2 separate regions of the Drosophila melanogaster genome follow, and region 1 is linked to region 2. The links are chromatin contacts, called in public Hi-C maps. All regions are on one chromosome and are shown on one strand. The core of a region is the stretch at or near the end of the contact, and the rest is flanking DNA. Distances in the headings are between cores, read along the strand shown.

Region 1 (7,073 bases), core at 4,304-6,803, 210 kb before region 2:
AGAACTGTTGTCGTTTTATGTGTAAATATGTTTCATCGATCCCTCGATGGTTACTATTATAGTGATAGTCGGTTATAATTTTTTCGATCTCCGTACTATCAGTAATTTCGGGGAGGAAGATCAAACATCTAATGAGTTTAAATTGACTGTGGGCTGAGAAGTAGGTTTGGTAGGCTTGTTCCACCATTTGAAAAATGTGGTCGGGGGCAAATACCGCGCATGTCTTGTTTGGTTTTAACGACTGCCTAAGAATGCAAACTACGTCGTCATACTGAAAATTGGGTTTACAGAATTCCCTCCTAAGTTTGTGTTTAAACGGGGTCAGTGTGGCGTTATTTGTATCTGGGGTTATTTTGAACAGGAGCTGAATATTAAAATCATTAAGGGGTTTCTCTGAGATGGGGCAAACATTTTGAGGAATTGATAGGGCTTCGTTATGGTTGACAGAGGCCTCTGGTCTACTGAGAGCATCAGCAATTACATTTTGAGAGCCTTTCTTGTAGACGACTTCGAAATCGTACTCCTGAAGCTGGAGTCTCCACCTAACTATTTTAGAATTTGGTTGTTTGAAATTCATTAACCAAGTTAGTGGTTTGTGATCGGTGATTATAGTGAATCTCCTGCCAAAGAGGTAGGGTCTGAAGTATTGGACCGCCCATATAATGGCCAGCATTTCCTTCTCAATTGTGGAATAATTTGTTTCCGCAGCCGACAAGGTTCTACTAGCAAAACATACGGGCCTATCACTATGCACCGGACCTTGGGATAGGACAGCTCCTATTGCGAAATTACTTGCGTCCGTGGTTAGTGTGAAAGGTTTTGTAAAGTCCGGGTATTGGAGGATTGGGTCGTTAGACAGTAAGGTTTTGCAATATTCAAAGGCCTTTTTGAATTCATCATCTATTATGATCGATTTATTGTTTCCCCTTAATTTTTGTGTCATGGGTTGGGTAAGTCTCGCAAAATCTCTGATAAATTTTCTGTAATATCCCAACAAGCCTAGGAAAGACTTAATTGACTTTTTACTGTGGGGACATGGAAAGTTTTTTATAGCTTCGATCTTATTGGGATTTGGCCTAACACCTTCTTGTGAAACGATGTGGCCAAGGAATTCTGTCTCCCGCCTGAGGAAGTAGGATTTTGTGAGTTGGACTTTAAAGTTGGCAGATCTGAGTCTTCCAAAAATAGTTTTCAAGTGTATGAAGTGTTCTTGTAAGGAGGTTGAGAAAATTATTATATCATCTAGGTAAACTAGGCAGATAGTTCCGATAAGGTCTCCAAAAATATTGTCCATCACCCTTTGGAATGTGGCTGGGGCATTTTTGAGGCCAAACGGCATTCTAATGAACTCGTAGTGGCCCCCCTCTACTGTAAATGCAGTTTTGGGTGTGTCGTCGGGATTCATTTCTATCTGATGGAATCCACTTGCCAGATCAAGTGTGGAGAAATATTTGGCTTTGCCCAATCTGTCTAAGATATCCGCGATGTTAGGTATTGGATATCTATCGGATATAGTCTTCTCGTTGAGTTTTCTATAATCGATAACTAGACGCCATTTTTGCTCTCCCGTAGGAGTGATTTTCTTTGGGACGACCCAGACGGGGGCGCTCCACGGGGAATAACTGGATTTGATAATGTCCTGATTTAACATTGCCTCTATTTGTTTTTTGACCTCCTCTTTATGAATGTAAGGATATCTATAAGATTTTGTATGAATGGGGGTGTCGTCCGTGGTTTTAATCGTGTGTGTAATCTTGTTGGTGAAGGTCAATGATTTGTCTTCATTGTAGAAGATATCTAGATAACTTTTGCAAAGTGAAAGTAGGCTTTGTTTCTCTTCAGAGGAGAGGTGATCGACGCCAAGGGCTTGTAACGACGCTGCGGAGTTTTGGGGCTGTGGGGTGTCTGAAGTGATACTGAAAAGTTCAACATTGTTGGCCGTGGAGTATGGCATGCCTTTTATCGGGCTCTCGAGGTACAATAACTGATCCCTCTCGCTATAGTTTGTGATAACGAAATTAGCAATATTGTTTTGGGCATTATAAATCCCGTCTGATATTATTAAGTCATCATTGATTGTAATTGAATCGATGTAGAAGTCGCCCTGTTTGGTTTCCACTGGTAGTGGCAAAATAGTTTTCGTATGTCCAGAGATATTAAATACGTTTGAAGTTGAGTTACTGTGGGTCCATAAGGGTATAATGGTACTTGGGGTTTTTAGATTTAGGTTAAGTAAATCTATTTCTGTTTTTAGGTAAGATAATAAGTCCATTCCTATCAATCCGTCAAAATAAGAGTGGAACTTGAAAGGTAGAAGGGTCATTTTGCCCGTGATTTGGAATTCCGGTGGAAATGGTATAGAGACGTTTTGATATATTTTAAAACTGTTCAGGGCTGTTTTGAGTGTTATGGGCGTATCTAAGGTCACACAGTTCCTAGGGTCGACATATTTTGGGTCGATGAAGGAGTGTGTAGAGCCTGTGTCAATTAAAAACTTCAGGGGGTTTGTCTGGGATAGTTTGATTTTTATAAAAGGAAGCGAGGGGTTGTGCGTGGCTGGGCTTATGTACCCTGTTGGTTTCCCGAGGCCGTTTGCTGAAAATTCGAATCAGGTTGAGGGTTCTCCTCTATATTATTCAAACTATGTGAAGGTGCTCGAAAGGGGTTTGATGTATTGGCCCGGTTGTCCTTGGTGCCGGATTGGGGTGTGCGATTGTGTGAATTAAATGGTCTATTTTGGCCAGAGTTAGAGTTAGAGTTAGAGTTAGAGTAGGGTCCCCTACGGTCATTTCGGTCGTTACGTCCGCTGCGGTAATTGCTGTCGTAGCTATTTCGGTAGGTTTTATTGTCTGATCCATTGGGTCCCTGCTCTGGTCTGTTGGTTCGCTTGTTTTGTGCCCTATATAAGGTCTGCTCTATTTGGCATTGCTCGTACGCCTGTTCAAGTGTAGAAGGGGACTTTATCCTGACGAAAGTCTTGAGAGGTTCCTTCAAACCAGTCATAAAAGCATTGAGACAAACCTCGTTGTAGACAACCTTTTTTGCATCTACAACAGTGTTGTTGTGTTCGCTGTTTTTGAGTATGGAGAAGAGTTGGCTTCTCACCTTTGATATACCAAAGAACAGTTGGCCCAAGGTCAGGTTGTCCGAAAATGTGTTAAGCTCGCTTAACAAGTTGGCCTCGCTTTTCTTGCTCGAGTAGAGGCGGATGAGATTGCTTTTAATCTCATCCCAAACCAAGGGGGTATTTGCCAGTTCCAAGGCTTCGTCGGCCCTATCAATGATTTTGTTCCTGATGGTCCTCAGAGTAAGCAGGCCATACGGTGTTTGGTCAGCTCCCCTGATGAGCATCAGGATTTCTTCTACGCTAGTGATAAACCTGTCCAATAGACGAGGTGTACCATCAAAGGTTGGCAAATGCTCAACAAATGCCATGATATCTTTAGGCTTGAACGTAGTTGAAATTAAGGAGCTAATACCACTGACAGTGGGCGCCAGAGGGGATGGAGTGGGGCGGGCAGAATCGTTTCCCGAGTCCATATTGGGGGTTTGGGAAGATATTGATTTGGGTTCTTCCGAAATCGGGAGAAGGGAGTCAGGACGTCTAACGGGATGTGGGGGCCTATTAGTGTTTGGTGGAACTCCAACAACTGAACGTGTAGTTTTCCTAAGGTTGTAAACGAACTTTTTTGACATTAAATTTGAGGTTACTTAGTATATTATGTATGATTGAAAAATAATGAACAAATTTCTTGTTTACTAGAGTGTATGGGTGTCTGTCTTTGGCTTTATATTTTCCCTTTTATATTCTGCAATGTGATTGGTATTAGTATTTGTTTGATATACAAAATTACACAATGAAAGGAAACAAAATATATCTGTATATGTCGACTTCTTTAGTACATTTGTTTTGGTTATTTTGAATGTGCAATACATGAGCGTAGCAACCCATTGTAGAAGAGTGAAAGGCAAGAACACTTGACGATACTCAAGCGTTTTCCCCTTACCTCGGCTACCCAGACATGGGTGCGCCACTACACATGCAGTGTCGTTGTCGTTGTGGTACGCAGAATGAGCCTCGCTTGGTTTGAAATGATTTTTGCTTATGTTTTGATTTTTCGCCGACGTATGGCAGTGTGCGTTTTGAGTGTACAATGTATTAGAGAGGCTTTGGTGCTTTGTTTGTTTACCACGGTGGCATGGTGATCAGCGTTTGATTCCATGCCAACGAGGCGGTACAGTACGTGGATGTATTGGATTGTAGTTGATATTGTATGCTCACATATATAAGTGTATATAGAGGCTTTGGCGATGCGTTGGCCAGCGTATGTAAGTGCCGATGACGTGATGATCAGCGATAGATTCCACGTCAGCGCGGCAGTACGGTACACTTGCACTCTTTTTTTTTTATAAAAACTTATGACGTTTGGCAGAGTATGGACATACCGATGGCGTGGTGATCAGCGATAGATTCCACGTCAGCGCAGCAGTACGGTACACTTGCACTTTTTTTATAAAAATTATGACGTTTGGCAGAGTATGGACATACCGATGGCGTGATGATCAGCGATAGATTCCACGTCAGCGCGGCAGTACGGTACACTTGCACTTTTTTATAAAAATTATGACGTTTGGCAGAGTATGGACATACCGATGGCGTGATGATCAGCGATAGATTCCACGTCAGCGCGGCAGTACGGTACACTTGCACTTTTTTATAAAAATTATGACGTTCGGCAGAGTATGGACATACCGATGGCGTGATGATCAGCGATAGATTCCACGTCAGCGCGGCAGTACGGTACACTTGCACTTTTTTTTTGTATATTTATTTATTTTACATTTTTCCTCTCTCTTTTTTTTTCCTGTGTTTGAATATATGTTTGAGTTTCATTTGGTACTTCACAACTTCAATTTTGTTTTATAAAAATTTGTTCCTAGTCACTTTCAGTCGACATCTTGCATATAGTTTGTTTCGTTTCTTACATGTTTACTTACAGGTAGGTAATTATTAATAGGTAGGACATCCTACCGGCTGCGCCAGTTAAGTCCGTGATCGAGGGTGGAGCCTTTTGTGAAGATATGATGTGTAAATGTATGAAGGTTTTTAAGTTTCAGCAGATAGTTGTAGTGTGAAGATTTCCAATAAAGAATACGACTGACTTTCTTGAAGTTCAAAATCAGTATGAAGTTTATTGTCAGAGAGTGGCTACTCGAGTCCTCCGTTTTCGTCTTATACATAAGTACATAGGTTCTTAATTGTAAGCATAATGAACATGCCGACTCGGCATGTGGCTGGCTAGCTGGGGACAATGTTGCAGTGCGACTTTTGTGTAATGTCAGCATTCGGCCGGAATGTCAGCATTCGGCCGGATGCGGTGTTCCAGTTGCCGTCTTCCCGGTTGAGTGTCCGATGATTTGTTTAGAGGCGTGGGGGTTTAGGGGGTGGGGTGGTAACTCGCGCGCGTGAACAAACACAAACACAGGCGAATGTCGGAATGATAACAGTCAGTGAGAGAGGGGGGAAACACGACCTCCTCCTCTCTCGTTGAAGGATTGCAAAAAGCGAGAGGGAGAGGAAGACAGATAAAAGATAGAAAAAATCAACCTACGAGATAGCTCGACCAAAAATAAGAGACAAACCAACACGAAGCGAAGAAAAAGCAGCGAGACGAAATGAGAGCGAAAATGAAAACACACACAAAAATGGCAAAAACGAAGAGCAGCCAAGCAAGCAGCGGAAGAATGTGGAACATACATTTTTGTCGTCAAGACGGCGGAAAAGAGTGGGCTTGAGAATTGAGAATTGGGGAGAATGGCCGGTTTGGGGGAATACCTTTCGGCTTTGATTGTGTGCGTGCGCGACCGCCCTCCCGTCCATACAAGTACGATAGTGTGTGTGTGCGTGTGCTTGAAGGTGCAGTTATTTATTTTGGCGCCATCTCGCTTTGGCCCATTGATTTTGCACTGCTTGCCTGCCTTCTCACTCGCCACTTGCCACACCAGCAACTTGTTTCCATTTTCAACAATTCTACCATCTTGAAACCTCTATAAGTCAATTTTCTCCCTACTCGAATAGTGTAAAACTTGGAGCATAGTTTCAAAATGTTGAAATACACAAGTCTTGCGATTTTAATAATTGTTGACAAACCTTTGTTTTGGAGAGATATACGCCTGCACGTTGCTTTATCGTTAAAATATTGACAGATCATTGCAATACATATTTACATTAGCTTTTGCTTTACGACTTGAATTATTGCAAAAAGGGTCTGAGACTCCTATAGTTCAATGGTCACGGTTTAGAAATATACTATTTAATATTACCTTGTGGTTTTTGTTGGGGTTACGTATTGATTCGTTCCATTGTTGACAGATATTTTACATTGATATACAATATTAATATTCAAGTTGGTGGGCTTATCCCTTTCTTCCCACGTAGCAGATAATAATAATGTGAGTATATTAATCGTAAATTCGAGTCTTGTGTGGACTCGAGTCTTGTAAAATTGGGGACTGGCTGTGTAAAGCCAACGCAACTCTGCAACGGAAGCAGCCAATGACGACCCCAAATGGCTAAAAAAGCTAAAGAGCCAGCAAGCTACATAAGCCCAGTTAGTCAGTCACTCATTCTTTTTTTTCTCCGTGCTTCTCTCTTGGTTTTGCTTTTGTTTCTTCTTCGGTGCCCCAAGTTTCTCATGTCTCTGCTGCAGCTCCTCTTTTCCTCCCCCTTCTTCTCCACCCCTCCTTTCCACCCTCTGCCGTTTTTTTCGTGCTTTTGTTTTGAGTTGCGAGGCAGCGGAAGATTTTCGAGCTTCGCTTTGGTCTTTTTATGCTTTGCCTGTTGTTACTGCTGCTGCCAAGTGCAATGAGGAATGTATTTTACAGATGTGTGTGTGTAAGTTGAAAGATTTCGCAACACTGGTAAATTAGTGGGCAACAATTCAAGATGATTATCGTTTTTGCATAGATTGAAATACACTCGGCAAAACTTGAAGTTGTATAAAAAATATAAGGTATTATATAGAAAATTTCTGTATTATTTCATTTGCATATAACATTAAAGAAGCTTATCC
Region 2 (6,167 bases), core at 3,334-5,833:
AACCGTGCTGCTAGTGGTTTTCGTGGGGGCCGATACCCACATTGAGAACACCTCGCGAAGCAACATCGTCCAGTTTTGCCGTCACGACCGCAAGGAGGTGGTGTGCCAACCGGATCTGAACAACCAGGACCACTCGATGCTTGTCGCAGATCTCGACCAGGACGGATCTCAGGAGCTAGTCACATACATGTCCACCTTCGTGCATCCCGAGGATCAGCCGCTGAGCGAATGGAAACTGCTGACCTACGTCCGTTTGTTGCGCCTCCAAGCAGAGCTACCTTCCTACTTCGAGGACCACAAGAACAACTAGATGGGCATTCAGATGGCGATCAGGAACTGAGTTGAGTTATAGAGCATTTAGCCAGCAGAAGCGTGCTGTCGATCATAAATAGTAGTTTAAACTAGTTGCGTGCATTACATTGTACATTAAAAACCTTTTCTAGCCTCCCATAATAAATTAGTCGACAAATAGATTTCAATTGATAAGTTCCGTTTATGGGAGCTGTTCATCTTATTTTATTTATTATGAGGCTTAACATTTTTTTCATATAACACAAGATATATTGCATGGGATCTTAAACTCCATTGTTTGATTGAAAAGTGAACTATTTGGGAATTTCGGATGACGGAAAATAAAATTTCGAATTTAAAACGTGTAAGCGATAATTTAATTTGCAAACTTTCCAATCCCAGCACGTTCAACTAATCGAGTTACCTTTAAAATCCTAATAGAACAGGATATAACTCCTGCCTCCGAATTTCTTACAATTTACACAGCGTTCGTACTTTACAATGGGGTAGGAGTAAAAAAATTCTTAGGGCGATAGTCTCATGGTCCAGAATAAAACTCCTAAAAGGACTCAACTAAATGTATGAATTAATCTTTATATGGTTTGTATGGATGAATGTCTACCATTCCCAAATGGTATACAGTAACTATAAATCAATGCTCTAAAAATCAACGTCGTTAAGATAGCGTTTGAAATTGGCTAAGCAATCGGCAGTAACCCATTGCTCTCCTATAACCTTTAGTTCCTCATCCAGACGCGGGAATTTCGTGACATTGACGGCGGAGTGGTTGAGTTTCTTTAGTGTACGATACATCTGTGGGATTTTCAATATAAGTTAACTAATAATAACACTAGATGTTACGCTTTACCTCCGCAGAGCTAGTGGATATCTGTTTGGCTTTGGCCAGAGCCATTTCGTTGACATTTCTGGCCTTGCAGATCTTGTCAACGAAACTATTCGATTCCAAAAGTTCCGTTGCGAACAGTCTTTCACCCATAAGAAACAAACGCGAGTGCTGAACGATACATGGGATGAGCTGTAGATAAGCTTTATAAAAGACTGAATATTTACCACTTCACTGGAAACTCTTTGGTGACCATGCCACAGAGCATAGCCCTCGGGCAGCTGACCCAATTTGGCATAGTTAGTCTCGAAGCTACAATCATCAGAGGCCACCACGTAGTCAGCAAAGGGAAGCTGCATAACGCCCAAATTAATCTGGCTGCCAACAATGCCAGCCACCAAGGGTTTAGGAAATGTGGCCAGAGTGCGTAGATAGCATCTAAAATGTAACGGTTTCGTTAATAAGCCTTTTCTCAAAGATACATTTGAATTACTTACTTAAGGGCTACAGCCAGTTGACTGGCACTATCCTTTCGCTTCTCCAGGGAACCCTGTATCAGTTCCTGGCAATCGATGCCCTGACAAAACTGTGGACCCTCGACGGTAAGCAACACCGTGTTGAATTCGCCTTTGCGGGCAACACTGGACAGTGTGTCGTTCAACTGCTCCAGCAGCTGCTTGCTGTACGTATGGCCGAAGTTTCCTCGTTCCGTGTGGATGACCAGGTGAGCAACTTTGTTAACCTTGTGCAGGCACACCAGTTCGCTACCGTTGTTCGCCTTCATATCGTTAGCCAGCGTATGCGAGGAGGTATCTTCACCGCCCCTTTGGCTCGACTTGCTTACGGGCTTTACAAACTTAAATGACGGGTCCGAGCCCTCGCCTGCATCATCAGACAGATTGGCTGCTCCGGGCCTATTGTCCAGCGAATTTCGACTTACGGAAGCGTTGCTGGAGTACGAGCTGTTGGAGCGCCGACGCATGATCATCGATTCCTCGCTGGCGCGCTGTTTGTAAACATAGTCCCACGAGTCGGAAGCGCGAGGCTTACGGGCAGATGTGTTGGCGGTGGCCTTAGTAAAAACAGAATCAGCAGGCGTTCGTTTGGCGGCCGATTGTGCTGACTCTTTTTTGGGCGGTGTTGGTTCCACAGCAACTCGTGCTGCCTGGTTCTTGTATTGGAAAATCATAAATATTCGATAATCGATAATAGGTATCTCGGATTTCTATAGTAGAAGTACTTACCCTTCCGGTTATGGTCATCGCTCGTTTCCGCATCAGCGGCTTATTGGACACCTCACCACCACTCAATTCCCGCTGCTCATGCTCCACTGCATGAATCATATTGGCAGCTCCCTCGTCGCCCATCAGGCGATCGATCTCAGAGACCTTTTTCTTTTTTTGAGTTCCTCCATTGGCTAGACCTGTGTTCGGAGTTTGCGCGCGTCGTTTGACGGGCGAGGGACCCCGCTCTGTTCCTCCGACCGGAGTGCCAGCTTTAGTAGACCGAGCAGTAGGTGTAGCTGACCGTTTTTTGGGTGCCACCTCCTTCTTAGTCGTCGTGGTGGGCGAAATGCTTTTGACAGTTGTTTTTGGTGTGGTGGGTGCTGGACATGCCGCCTTCGTGCTAGCATACTGCGCAAACGATTTTTTCGTCTCTGGTACATCGGGGTCCCAGATTATCTTCCTTTTAATTACACGCATACGCTTGAACCCTAAAAATTCAGTTTGTAAGCAATGATTTAATGAATTCCAACTTTACTGTACCCGTAGTATGCTCTTCGGTTTCCTTGGGAGGTGACACAACGACAGTCGGCTTGGTTTTTTCCGCTGCTGCCCCTGTTGAGGCTGCAAGTTGCTTTTGGCTCACGGTCTTTAACATTACTTTTACTCCGCTGATCTTGTTGTTTAGCAAAATTGCCGAGTTCGGGCTGTGCTTAACTGGGGATGACAATTTTTTCACAGGCAGAGGTGGCTTCTTAGTGACTACGTGTGCTGAAGGCAGAGTTATAACTTCTGTCACCAACGCGGAAGCCGACTTGTCTTCCTCAGAGTCGTAGTCGTCCCAATCATCGTTCAACGAGCTGACAATATCTATCGGCGCGACCACAGAAGGCGGCGCAGGCGGCTCCTTACGACGCGACTTTGGCTTTAGACCGGCCATCTGCTCCAGAGCAACAGCTCTGGCTTGTTCCGGGGAGAGCTTATGCTTGGATATAGAAGGCAAGGAGTTAGATTTGATGGGCTTGGACGCAGGTACCTTGGGGCTGGCTTTTCGACTCGATGACTCCCCCTCGTCGTCGTCAATTTCCATGATTTCGAACTGCCCTTCGCCCTCGATGGTAACACCTACATCCCCATCTTCTCCAACGCCGTCAAGCTCGGAGAGAGCCTTCTCCAATGTGCACTTTTCCTCTCCCGTAGGCTGATCATGACTGGTATCCGTCCCCTTGAGCAGGGCAATGAGATCTACCTCTTCCAAGGGGGATTCGCTGGACTGGCCGTTGCCTGAGGCAGCGTTGCCTTCTTCGATTATTGGGGTTCGACATTTAGCTTCATCTGGGGCCTGGCGGGGCTCTAAGCCACCATTGTCTGCTAAGGCAATTGGTGTGTCGGAATCCTTAACTTCGGACGCCGCATCCGGCGGTCGAATGTTATGCAGCTTAGCTATCTCCCTCTCCAGAGTGCTCAGCTCGTCCAAGCCTGGACCCTCTTCAGATCCGTTGAGATTGGCCAGCTCATTCTCCAAATCAGTGGGACCCGCACTTTCCGAGAGTGTTTCTAACGCCGCCGTTTTTAGTTCTAGAGTCTCAACTTTTTCGACTCCTGGTGGTGGCTCCTCTGCTTGGGTTGACTCCAGAGTTGTCACCGCACTATCCGACACCTGCTCCATGATTCCACTGCCCCACTGATGGCTTTCCGTTCAACAGGAGTTCCAAATTAAGGGCTTTGCGTGCTTGTTTCAATCGGATTGGTCTATTATAAAAAAAAGTGCACTTGCAGCTCAGCGGCCATTTTTTGTAGTGGTGCGCAGGTGGATCTATCGATAGGCGTGAAAATATCGGAAAAAGTGGATGGTTCGAGAATTACATTTTTCATTAAATTTAAACAACAATTAGCATTAAATAGATATCAGGTAGTTCGCTTATATATTTTAATATGTATGACCGGTTTTGTTATTATTTGCTATTAGAGTAAGTTCTTAGCGTGATCGTAAGAAATAACTGTCGAAATATGTTGAGCACAAATAAGAACCAAACTATTAAAACAAATATAAGTAATAATAGATAACAGTGGGAAATGTGTATATCTCTTGGCCATGCAATAGACTTTAGATACATGCGTGGAATATTTCTGAAAGAAGTTGAAAGGTCTTCCCGCAAGAACTTTTCAGAGTGACCAGTACGTTCAGCGGCATTTAGAAGGCGACGAGAAACGGTCACGTTGCGCTGGTATTTACCCCCCGCTCATCCCCTTTCGAATACTTGATTGAAAAAAGTCTCATCAGCAGCAAGGATACGCGCAAGGATAGCGCCAAGAAAGGCAACCGTTAATTGATCTAACCCCTCGGCGGTGGTCAGTGCCAGAGCACAGAGTATCCGCGAACCCCCAGGCACAAGCTAATCCCGGAGAGCGGCAAAATCCGGACGGAGCTGGGGCCAAAGCGAAACGAGCGTCGAATACAGAACTTCGCAGGCAGGGGGCAGCAGGCAGCAGGATGTGGGATTCGTCCATGTTTCTCAGCACTCTGACGCCTAAGTTCTACGTGGCGCTCACAGGGACCTCCAGCCTGATCTCGGGCCTGATCCTGATCTTTGAGTGGTGGTATTTCCGGAAGTATGGCACTTCGTTTATAGGTGAGTAGTGGGGTTCCCCTTCCTCCGCTTCCTTCTTATTCTGTTTCACTGTCCCTGTTTCGCAGAGCAAGTCTCTATCAACCACATTAGCCCCTGGATAAATGGCAGCGATGGCCAATCAGAGTCCAGCAATGGCAGTGGCAGCAGCAGCAGCAGTGGCTCCAGCAGCAGCAGCAATGGCGGAGCAGGCGGAGGAGGATCGGGTGGAGCAGGGGCATCAGGCAGTGGCAGCGCCACCACAAGTACGGGCACCCAAATGCCCGAGTGTAAGGTCTGGCGAAATCCACTTAATCTATTTCGCGGCGCCGAGTACCAGAGATTCTTTTGGGCCACCAGCAAGGAGCCGTTGACCTACTACGACATGAACTTAAGTGCCCAGGACCATCAAACATTTTTTACCTGCGAAGGCGATGCCCGCAAGGAGGAGTATGAGATCATGCAGACGGCCTGGCGCGAACGCAATCCCATGCAGCGCATCAAGTCCGCTCACAGTGCTCTGGAAATCAATGCGGAATGTGCACCTGCCTATATACTGCTGGCCGAGGAGGAAGCCATGACCATTATGGAGGCGGAGAAGATCCTGAAGACGGCCCTAAAGGTCGCCGAGATCAACTACCGCAAGTCGCAGGCCACCCAACACCAGGGCGCCATTGCGGATGGCATGCATCGGCGCGACACCAATGTGCTGATCTATATCAAGCGACGGCTTGCCATGTGCGCCCGCAAGCTGGGCAAGCTGAAGGAGGCGGCTAAAATGTTTCGCGATCTCACCAAGGAGATACCCTCGATCATGAGCGTACTGAACATTCACGAGAATCTAATCGAAACGCTGCTGGAGATGCAGGCCTACGCCGATTGCCATGCCATTCTGGCCAAGTACGATGACATCTCGCTGCCGAAATCGGCGACTATCTGCTATACAGCTGCTCTGCTGAAGGCGCGCGCCGTAGCCGACAAGTTTTCGCCAGACATAGCATCCAAGCGAGGTCTAAGTCAAGCTGAAATGAGCGCCGTTGAGGCCATTCATCGGGCGGTGGAGTTCAATCCGCATGTGCCCAAGTATCTGCTTGAGACAAAGCGACTTATTCTACCGCCAGAGCACATTTTGAAGCGCGGCGATTCGGAGGCGTTGGCCTACGCGTTCTTCCATCTGAAGCACTGGAAGCAGGTGGAGGG

The links. A called contact is a pair of places that touch in the nucleus more often than the background predicts.
Region 1: a Hi-C map of the Kc167 cell line shows a contact between it and region 2, with 4 times the contacts expected there. A contact is called at or near these places in 24 of 107 Hi-C or Micro-C datasets (the D17-c3 cell line, the Kc167 cell line, the ML-DmBG3-c2 cell line and 7 more) and 2 of 7 datasets of targeted methods (both in the Kc167 cell line).

The regions. Positions count from the first base shown.
Region 1 is chr3L:21,013,356-21,020,428 of dm6, reverse strand. The region is part of intron 2 of skd (skuld); the gene reads left to right. Among named protein-coding and RNA genes, the nearest start is that of scaRNA:PsiU6-40, 10 kb to the right of the region's middle.
Region 2 is chr3L:20,807,663-20,813,829 of dm6, reverse strand. CG3634 reads left to right here and starts at 4,583. Exons shown (of 2, transcript NM_141003.3): 1 at 4,583-4,991; 2 at 5,057-6,167. The coding sequence starts at 4,853. It overlaps HIPP1 (HP1 and insulator partner protein 1), which reads right to left and starts at 4,161. Exons shown (of 6, transcript NM_141004.3): 1 at 2,902-4,161; 2 at 2,380-2,849; 3 at 1,633-2,306; 4 at 1,363-1,573; 5 at 1,160-1,306; 6 at 498-1,104. The coding sequence starts at 4,027. The coding sequence ends at 952. CG3618 reads left to right here. Exons shown (of 3, transcript NM_001202214.1): 3 at 1-477. The coding sequence ends at 310.